Linked DNA regions of Mus musculus: region 2 is linked to region 1. The links are chromatin contacts, called in public Hi-C maps. All regions are on one chromosome and are shown on one strand. The core of a region is the stretch at or near the end of the contact, and the rest is flanking DNA. Distances in the headings are between cores, read along the strand shown. Region 1 overlaps Adam22 (a disintegrin and metallopeptidase domain 22). Region 2 overlaps Adam22 (a disintegrin and metallopeptidase domain 22).

Region 1 (4,748 bases), core at 783-3,282:
AATTGGATTTGATTTATACTGCTCCCAAACATTGTATATATACACATTTTATTTGGTAATGACTCAACCACCGCATTCACTGCTCAGTAGAGCATGATCAAATGACCTTTCAGAATAAAGAAAAAACAGTAACAAAAGTTGGAAGTGTATATTAATAACTAATATTTCCATATGATATCTTGCCAATGCTAGTACAAATTTTTCTATATTAATTTTTATCAAAAGCATTTGTAATGTGAAGCAAGATACATGAACTTGTATTTTGTGTCTATGTGTGTATTCATGTGTTTATGCACATGTGTGTCTGTATATTTATGTCTACATGTGTAGAGGCCAGGAGTCAACACAATGTATTTCTTAATTGTTCTTCACCTTCTGTTTTAAGAAGGGGTGAGCACACTAATCGTGGAACTCACTGATTCAGCTAGATGGACTGGCCAGCAAGCCTGAAGGACCCTTCTGTCTGGCCGTAGCAGTCCTGGGAATAGAGGTGTGAACTGATGTCTTCAAGTTTTTACATGAGTGTAGTGGGTACTAGGGACTGAACTCAGTTCCTCATGTTTAAGTAGTAAGCACTTTACCAACTGAGTCACTTTCCTCGCATTAGATATATTAGTTTTTAAATGAACTAGCCCTGCCTTACATCATCCTAGAAGAGAACCACTTTCTTTATACTATTGATTCTGTGCTATTTTTGTGCTTCAAAACATCTAAATTATACTATTTTTTTTAATTTTCAACTATTGGTATTATCAATTAATTTCTCTATATGCAATAAGAGCACTTATCTCTTTTTTAATTTGATACACAATTTCTCCTTTATCCTTTCATAATTTAATGTAATCAATAACAAATATGTACATTATTACAACTGTAAATGCTGGTTGTTGAGTGAAATAATGGTTATGATTAAATGCTTTCAACTTCTGAACTAGTTTTGTCTTAATTTAGCTTATTCCTTTATTTGTTGGCTGTTTATCTCTCTATGTTCCTATGCATTTACCATCTTTAATATAAAATTAATTCAGTCTGGCTGTTAATCCCCATTGAAAACACAGTTGAGCCTCAGTGCATCTGCCTGTGGACATCTCTCCTAGAGTGCTCCCAGCTCATTCCTGTGTGTTCTGGTTTTGCCTTGTACCTGTCAAAGAGCTGTAAACCCTGGGTATGCTTTCACTATCAGCTCCATTATGATACTGTCTCTGAGTGGAAGACTCTGCCTCCTCTATACCTAGCCTTTCTTTTCCTTTGTTCAACCTTCATCTTTATGGATACACTTGTTTCATTAACTTTTTGAAGACAGGTGTAGAAGAATACATTTTGGAGAAAATTGCATGCTAACATGTCATTTTATAGTCTCAGGGTATATATGATCTTTTAAAGACAGGATCTTATTATATAGTTCAGTCTTATCTGGAAACCATCATCCTTATGTCTCAGCCTCTAAGTGCTGAGATTAGAGGTGTGCTCAAGGAGCCCTGGTCTGAGTCTGATAGACAACTGTAATTTACAAATACTTTTTCCAGTGTCTTCTGACTCCCTAGACTCCCAGTGATCAACCTTAAAGTGCTCTAGTTCTTGAGCCTCTTCTGTGGAAGCCTGATGACTCTCTCGTCTGTCCTACAGTGCTTCCATAAGAAGGTTTACATCTGTCTCTGACGTCACTCATGGACAATTTCTTCCTTACTGTTTCTCTGTTCTTCTGTATTTATGTTCTAATTGTGGAGTTCTTTCTAGCCATTCAGTTTCTTTACTTTGTTATTGTCCTACTTCCAGGGAGACAATTTCAACCGCTAAAGTTCACTTCCAACAGAATATTTTTCTTCCATGATCTGATTAATTAAAGTAGAACATTATTATTTCATTTTATGATAAAAAGTCTTTTGGGGTTTTCTGTTCACTCCGGTTTTCCACATTAGAGATTTTCTTTGTATGCCAGTCAGTAATAACCAGACAGATGACTGGAACTTCCATGGTATCCACAGTGAGCATTCCTTGAGGCTGAATCACTTCCATGCAATCCTAGTATCAACCCTTCAAATTAGGAACGTTCTGTTTAATTCTCTGTGGAGACAGGGCCTGAAGCTCCAATGGAAGTGCAGGCCAGCCCCTTTGTGGCTGAGTTACCAAAGGAATCTATGTGTTAGACTCCTTCTTATTGTTCAAACTTCCACACAACTTCTTTATTTAAAAATCTGCTGTGAAACTCATCTAATCCCTCCTTGAACAGTAGACTATGCTGCCAATTTCTGATGCTTCCAAGACATTACAAGGTGTTTCAGTGTTCCCGTCTTACTGACCTACAAATTCAACTTTCTCAAAGTCTTCCTTAAGAGTGAGCCCCAGAGCCATTTGTACATATTCCAGATGTAGATGGTTGCTGCCTCAACTCCATGATTGAGCTTTCCTGCAGATATATAACTCTTAAGGAAAACTGAATATCGCGGAACTTCAGCAAGAAGCAAAATGAAATGCTGACTTGTGATGACTGCCTCTATCCATAAGTCTCCAGCCCCTCACTAAGAAGAAAATGCAAGCCAAACCCTACTGGATTTTACTGAGCAGCTGAACATAATTCCAGCAGCCAAGTAACAATCCCCATGTATCACTCTTAACTACTTTTCATTTTTCAATTACAATTTACGTAATCACATTATGAACTAGATTTAAGTTCAGATGATGGACATGCATACACACTGGAAACAGTAATCTAGCTGCTGTAAGTAAAGTGACTAATGCAATCACAGAATGGTTCGATGATTACCTGCAGTTTAATGTTCTTCCTTGCTGCACAACTAATGTGGATGTGATCTCACCATCAAGCTCCCCGAGCCTTGGGATGTTGCCAATGTTTGTGCACAGGAGGTAACCACAAAGTACATCCCTGTGTTAAAAGAGGACCAGTTATCAACTTGATTTCTTCCCCCAAGACAAAATGAAGTTCACACTTTGAAGTACTGACTTCTCTCTTGTTAGTCTTTCTCATCTATCAGTGACATTACTCATGTGTATGCTAAGCAAAATAAAATAAGCCAATGTTGGATCGACTCCAGGTCTCAAGATTAACATCTCTAACACTCCAACTGGTGGTCCAAAATCCTAATAGCTCCCTAGATGACTGGTTAAGGAAAGTTATCCATCAAATGTGCCTTTTTATCAGAATGATTTGTATACCATACACTGCTGGAAATGATAAACTTGTTTAATGTTGGGTAAGTGAGTAAACATTGCCTGAATATCCTGTAACATAGCTACTTCTGAGTCCTGCCTCCCAAAACCAAAGAAGGGGTGATCCACTGCTCATGGAGATTCCCAGCCACAAAGCTGCAAAGCCGCCCTTCTAAACAAATCATATGTTCAGAAATTAACAGGTAGGTTGCTGTATCAAAAATATTGCTATATATATATTGGTTTTTCGAGACAGGGTTTCTCTGTATAGCTCTGGCTGTTCTGGATCTCACTTTGTAGACCAGGCCGGCCTCGAACTCAGAAATGCGCCTGCCTCTGCCTCCTGAGTGCTGGGATTAAAGGCGTGCACCACCACGCCTGGCTTATATATTCTTTTAACAAATACATTTTTGTCATCAATAGTGATAACATATTTAAAAGTAAAAAACACTAAGCCAGATGGTAGTGGTGCACATGTTAATCTTGGGAGGCAGAGGCAGGTGAATATCTGAATTCAAGGCCAGCCTGGTCTACAGAGCAAGTTCTAGATAACCAGGACTATACCCAGAGGAATTAAAAAAACAAAAGAAAATAAACAAACAACCAAAAAAAAAACCCACTAAATGATTAACATAGCAGCAAAATCACACATGGAAATATCAGAATTTATATGATGGATAACATAGAAAAAATAGGGATCTATAATTATCACTAAAATAGAAAAGGTACATTCTCGAAAATATTTTAAACATAGAAATATATGTAAATATAAAGTTATATTCTAAATATATGCATGCCTTATAAACAAAATATAGAAGGAATATTTAAACCCTTTTTAGTTTCATTTTTGCACACTACCTACTTGTAATATAAAACCTATAACAAAAGTGTAACATAATGTTTATCCTCACAAGAATTCTACTCCATAAGAAGACACAACTCATACATAAGCATGTACAAAACATCAAACTGAGGATGTGGGCCATAAGAATAGTGCAAGGTCTATGTCTGTGAGAGTTTAGAGGGGAACTGGGAGAGCCAATCAGGAAATAATGTATAGAGCAAGTTTGTTTTCAAATGGGCCTTGATGAGTGAATGAATTTCGCACTGGTGTTGGTACAGATATAAAACTGCTTCTAAGGAATGAATAGTTCCTACAAGTACATTAACATAGGGCAATGTGCTGTAAGTATTAAGAATAGTAAGACTTTGCTGGGTATAGTAGCCAGGGCTGGCTTTTGGTTCTCTTAGGATTTGTATGACATCTGTCCATTTTCTTGCTTTTAGAGTCTCTGTTGAGAAGTCTGGTGTAATTCTGATATGTCTTCCTCTACATGTTACATGGCCTTTTTCCTTTACCTATTTGAATATTATTTTTTTGTTCTGTGTATTTAGTATTTCGATTATTATGTGATGGAAGGATTTTTCTGGTTCAATCTATTTGGTGTTCTATAGGCTTGTTATATGTTTATAGTCATTTCTTTCTTTAGGTTAGGGAAGTTTTCTTCTATGAATTTGTTGAAGAGGTTTCTTTTGAATTGGGATTTTCACTCTCTTCTATTCCTATTATTCTTAAGTTT
Region 2 (4,895 bases), core at 1,409-3,908, 190 kb after region 1:
ATGGCTGGTTGACATCCATGGTAGGCCTGTCCTTTTCTGAAGAGAAGTGGAGGAGGAGTGGATGGTGGGGGTGGGGGTGGAGACTGGGAGGACAGGAGGGAAGGTAAACCACAGTTGGGATGTAAAAGAAATAATAAAAAAAATTAAATCTGTATCTTCCTCAATTTCCCTAATGGGAATCTTCTGTATTCTCAAGCCTTGTATCTGCCTGTCTCAAGTCCACGCCGTCCATAGAGACCTAGCAACTCCAGAGCTAGAGGCTCCGGAAAGGCAACTTCCCAGCTCCACAAGGCCCTCTCCATACAAATCCAAGAGGCATACATAATAAAGAGTTTGTCCCAAAGTTCACCAATCTTAGAAACTTGCTTTAGGAACATTTAAAATAACTCAAAGAATGCCAGCTGCCCTTCAACAGTGACAAGTTGTTGGTGTTTAAGTTTCTGGAAATAGTTGTCTTTTCACTGACAGTATTCTTAAAGAGCAGCTATCTCCAAGGGGAGACTATATTCTGACTCCATTTTCAAATTTGAAAGTCAAATGTTCTCAACATCGTATTTAATTCTCACATTAACTCTGCCTTTTTTGAAAAATTCAAAAAGTGTGGGGTTATTTTTATTTACTTTTATTCTGTGTGCATGAGTGTTTTGCCTGCGTGTATGAAAATATAACACATGCATGTATTGCTCAGAGGTCAATGGAATTACATCCCATTATGTGGGTGCTGAGGACTGAATATGGGTCCTCTGCAAACGCAGCAAGCGCTCTACGCACTGGTCCAGGCCCTGAAAAAGTGATTAGTAGTGTCCGTCAAGCTTAAAGGAAGAAAGCCAAACGCATTTCCACAGAAGGTTTGAGTTGCGGCAGAAGCAGCGTACCAGTCCACCTGATTCCCAGTTATTGCCCCACTTGTGTTCCTAAGCACTCCTAAAGCCCTAAACTCTCTGCTTCACTTTCTCCTTCAGTAAATAGAATTATCATAAGGTTTAAATAATAATGAATAAAATGTTTCTGCAACCCAGGGAGCAATTGTAAACTGTTCCCTTCTTCCCTGGGTTAGAGCTGTTTAGCTTTCTGCCTATTAAAATCTCTTAAAGTTGTTTATTCTAAATCTCCTAAGACTCCCTGTTCCCCTCGGGGGCAGTCACAACATGCTTGCTGTAGCTGTCTGCCCTTTCCAAATAAAATGTTACAAAAACGTTATTGGGTTTTTCATGGTTTTTCTCTGCTCGGCTTTTCCTTCTGAGCCCTTGGTCACAGAAACGGAATAATTTCACAATGTGTGAAGCTACCGTGTTGGCAATGACGTGCACATTCCTGACAAAGAGCTGCAGGTTCTAACCAAAGGCTCCTACGCCTCCCAGGTTTGCATGCCCTCATTTCACCTAGGATGGTGTTTCTCTGATGCTGTTACTTTTTTTCCAGCCCAACCTCCTATGGAATGAATAATGTGTTGGGCTAAGATCAAGAAACAAGTGAAAAATGATCTCATAAAATAGTCATCTAGCCAGCCCCGGGGGAACAGGCCTGTAATTCCAGCTACTTGGGAGGCTAAAGGAAGAGTACCATAGTCCACGGTCTGCTTGTATTACAGTAACTCAGGCCCAGCCTAGGATAAAGATCCAACATAAAGGAGCTGATGAGCATACTCAAGGTCCCAGGTTCAAACCCAAGTGTCTCTGTCTCTGTCTCTGTCTCTGTCTCTCTCTCTCTCTCTCTCTCTCTCTCTCACACACACACACACACACACACACACACACAAACACACACACACAAACACGCACTCATGCACACACACAGAGTCATCTAAATGAATGGAGTTTGATGCTCTTGGCTGTTATAATCTGTTTTAGTCACATAATAGAAATTTTTCTCTTTCTTTTCTAAGTTCAGTTCTACAAAGTGAAAGACGTTCTAGAGATGCATGACTGTGATGATGAAAACGCATGAATAACTACACTGCACTCAAGATGATGCTTCTCACAGTGCACATCACCACAATAAAATGTTATAAACATGCCAAACATTTGGTTCCTAGAGCCTCTGGATTCCGTAATCCTAGACATGTGATCAATATTGGGCCGTACGTCCTACCTTCCTTCCTGATATAATCTGAAAAATAAGCTACTAGAGTTTTTTCCTACAATATAAATTTATGGCAAAGATCTTCAAAATACAAAATAAAGTGGTTAATTTTTTTTAAAGAAAATGTAGTCCTTTCTTCATTTGTTGTGCACATTGCTCAGCTATTTCTTGACTATCTTTTTAGATCATAGGCATATTTTCTTCACAGACAAAAATAAAATAAAAATGACTTGTTCACTAGCCATTCTTTGATGCTGTAATATACACCCTAAATGTCCTTTAGGAAGTCATCCCTGCCCAATTCAGCATCTGTGGGTTGGGAAAGGCAGATTCCACACCCAAATTCAGGCTGGTCTACAAGAGCCCCAAGGTACTGCAAGGTTACAGTATCAGGTTTAGTGATGAGCCTGTGACTCTTCTGGAGTGGGATGAAGCCAATAAGACTCACTGAGATAATGAAGCAAATACAGGCATTCCTTCCCCCTCAGCTGAACTTGAAGGCACACATACACAGCGAGTTAGAAAAAAAGACAGAACACAGCAGAAATGAGAGAGAGCTAGACAGAAATCAGAATCGCAGGCTGCAAACCAAAACAAGCAGAACTCCCTGGGACATGACTCACAGGACTCAGTCCTTTCTCCCTTCCCTTGTGAGTTTGATTTAAAGTGTTGCCAGATATCAATAAGCATCATCTGCAACTACCTAGGAAAGCTGATAACATACATTATCTTTACATAAGTTCTCTGTCAGTTCAAGCAGAGCATTTGCCATTTTAAAGTCAAGAAGACTCACTTCCAGAGATTATGCAACACGGAGAACATTGCATAACTCATCACAGAGCTACTGCCCACATCTAGGTCTTTTGAGTCACAATGCTGTCATGCACTTGGCTTTTTCCTAAGAGGCACATCCAAAGTGCCCATCTCTGAATATTTCCACTTGTTAACATTTCAGCCAAGGGCTAGACTGCTTAGGGCCGATCCACTGATAAATAAAGTGTATTACAGACAGTAAGGATGGGGGTGGAGAGGAGTCCCCCACACACTATCTACAACACTAGAAACTTGGTCTTAAAAACAAAGTCTTTAGGTGACAGAGTACCATGCATCAAGTCAAGCCTTGAGCCTTAAAATCTCATCCTCCCATTTGAAGTACAGCACACAGACCCATAGGACCAGGAGGGTCATCCTCTCTCTGAGAGTCCGTGGCATGCGAGGTTTCTGAGCAAGAAGAGATTCCTCATTGCTGAAAGGTAGTTTTTTTGGATTTCTACTGCTTTTCATGCTCCTGGCCAGTGTTGGCCAATGGCTTCTACATTCTTTTTCTATATGTGTCTTTACCCTTTGAACCAAAAGACAGGCAGGTGTCCAAGTATTAAGCTCTTTTCGATTTTTCTTGAGGATGTCACAGGAAATGTAGCAGTTCTCCTAATTCTCAGAAGATAGAAGCATTTGTAAGACACAACAATGCAACCTTAATGACTGGACCAGGAGGCTAAACGCAAATGAGTGGGAAACAGAGGAATTGGCCGCTGTCCTTCCTGCTATGGTGAAAATGAAGCCCAGGTCTCTTCTTTCCTATCTCACCCCTGCTTTATTCCCCCACCGACCACAAGTAATTAAAATTGTATTTATCCTGATAAAAGAAATATGAACTTCTCTAAATTGTAGAAAAAAAGGGCAAGTACTCAAATCATCATTAGCATGGTCATCTAATTCAAAGCTTCTATTTATTAATGATTTTGTCAACTAAACTGAAATCCAAAATCACAAAATTTGTCCCCAGGTTTTAAAACTTTAACCATCATGAATAATGCAAGCATAGAATATTGTCTTTGTGGGTATAAAAACAAAATAATAGATACAGAATAAACACATTAAAATCACTAGTCTTCACATATATTTCAGAATGATGTAGAATTCTGGTAGACATTTATTCCAAATTTCCTCATGCTATGAAAAAAAGTAAGGTATAATTTTAGTAATGAGTCAAAAGATACTCTTCTTTAAGCATGCGTTCCAGCTGAACCGTCAGCGCTGCAGCTAGAACACTCACTGACTGAAAGCCATGCTGCAATTGGCTCTCTAATTGATGCATATTTTTAATCTCTCTGTCCTGTTGCTTTCTGTCAATACTTCATTCCACAGAGAAAACAGATCACAACAGTGCGGGGTGGGTAGGGCTCCAATAGCAGTGCATCTGCTTATTCTCGGGAGGAACAAACAGGATGGAAAGAGACATGAGGGAAACTGAAGAACACTGAACCTTCAGAAACACTTCACGTTTGAGAAAATAGATCTTTAATATTTCCAGTATGTAATGGCTGTTAAATTGGCAAACTTTCTTTTTTATGGAGCTAGGAATCAAACCCATGGCCTCACACAAGTGAATCAAGTGCTCTGCCCCTCAGCTGACTGCCCCAATACAATGGCAGTTTGAGTACTAGCATTCTATGGCACATAATGTTTAATAAATAATTTATCCAATAGTATTCAGCTGACACTTAAATTATGAGACTGCACTACTCTAAGATGATCCTAAAATAATGGAAATCTTTATTGCCATATGACTGATATCTAAATCTAATTAATTCTGGTAACAAGCCAAGTATTATAATATACCATTAAAAGATTTTAAGTATCTAAAACATTCAAAAGACACCTACGAATTGTAATTACATAGTTACAAAAAGTGATCTGGGTGTTTTTAGGATGAGACAGGAGACTGGTTTAAATCCCAGATCCACCACCATCCTTTAACAAATAAAGCAGACTCTGAAGTCAAAATTAAGTTCAAATACCATTTTCATATA

What was found. Hi-C and Micro-C count contacts between places; a contact is called where the count stands out from the background.
Region 2: a contact with region 1 is called in a Hi-C map of muscle stem cells, with 3 times the contacts expected there. The contact joins two enhancer-like sites. A contact is called at or near these places in 1 of 15 datasets of contacts at CTCF or cohesin (CD8 T cells), 1 of 484 Hi-C or Micro-C datasets (muscle stem cells) and 2 of 9 other capture datasets (liver and pancreatic islet).

What each region holds. Positions count from the first base shown.
Region 1 is chr5:8,118,284-8,123,031 of GRCm38.p6, forward strand. Adam22 (a disintegrin and metallopeptidase domain 22) reads right to left here. Exons shown (of 31, transcript NM_001310440.1): 22 at 2,765-2,884. Among named protein-coding and RNA genes, the nearest start is that of Sri, 64 kb to the left of the region's middle. Within about 2 kb of position 2,033, at least 11 of the 459 cell types and tissues checked have an H3K27ac peak or open chromatin away from gene starts, as enhancers often do. A contact at or near this core is called in muscle stem cells, where this site is marked.
Region 2 is chr5:8,309,608-8,314,502 of GRCm38.p6, forward strand. All of the region lies in intron 3 of Adam22 (a disintegrin and metallopeptidase domain 22), which reads right to left. Among named protein-coding and RNA genes, the nearest start is that of Adam22, 56 kb to the right of the region's middle. Within about 2 kb of position 2,659, at least 39 of the 459 cell types and tissues checked have an H3K27ac peak or open chromatin away from gene starts, as enhancers often do. A contact at or near this core is called in muscle stem cells, where this site is marked.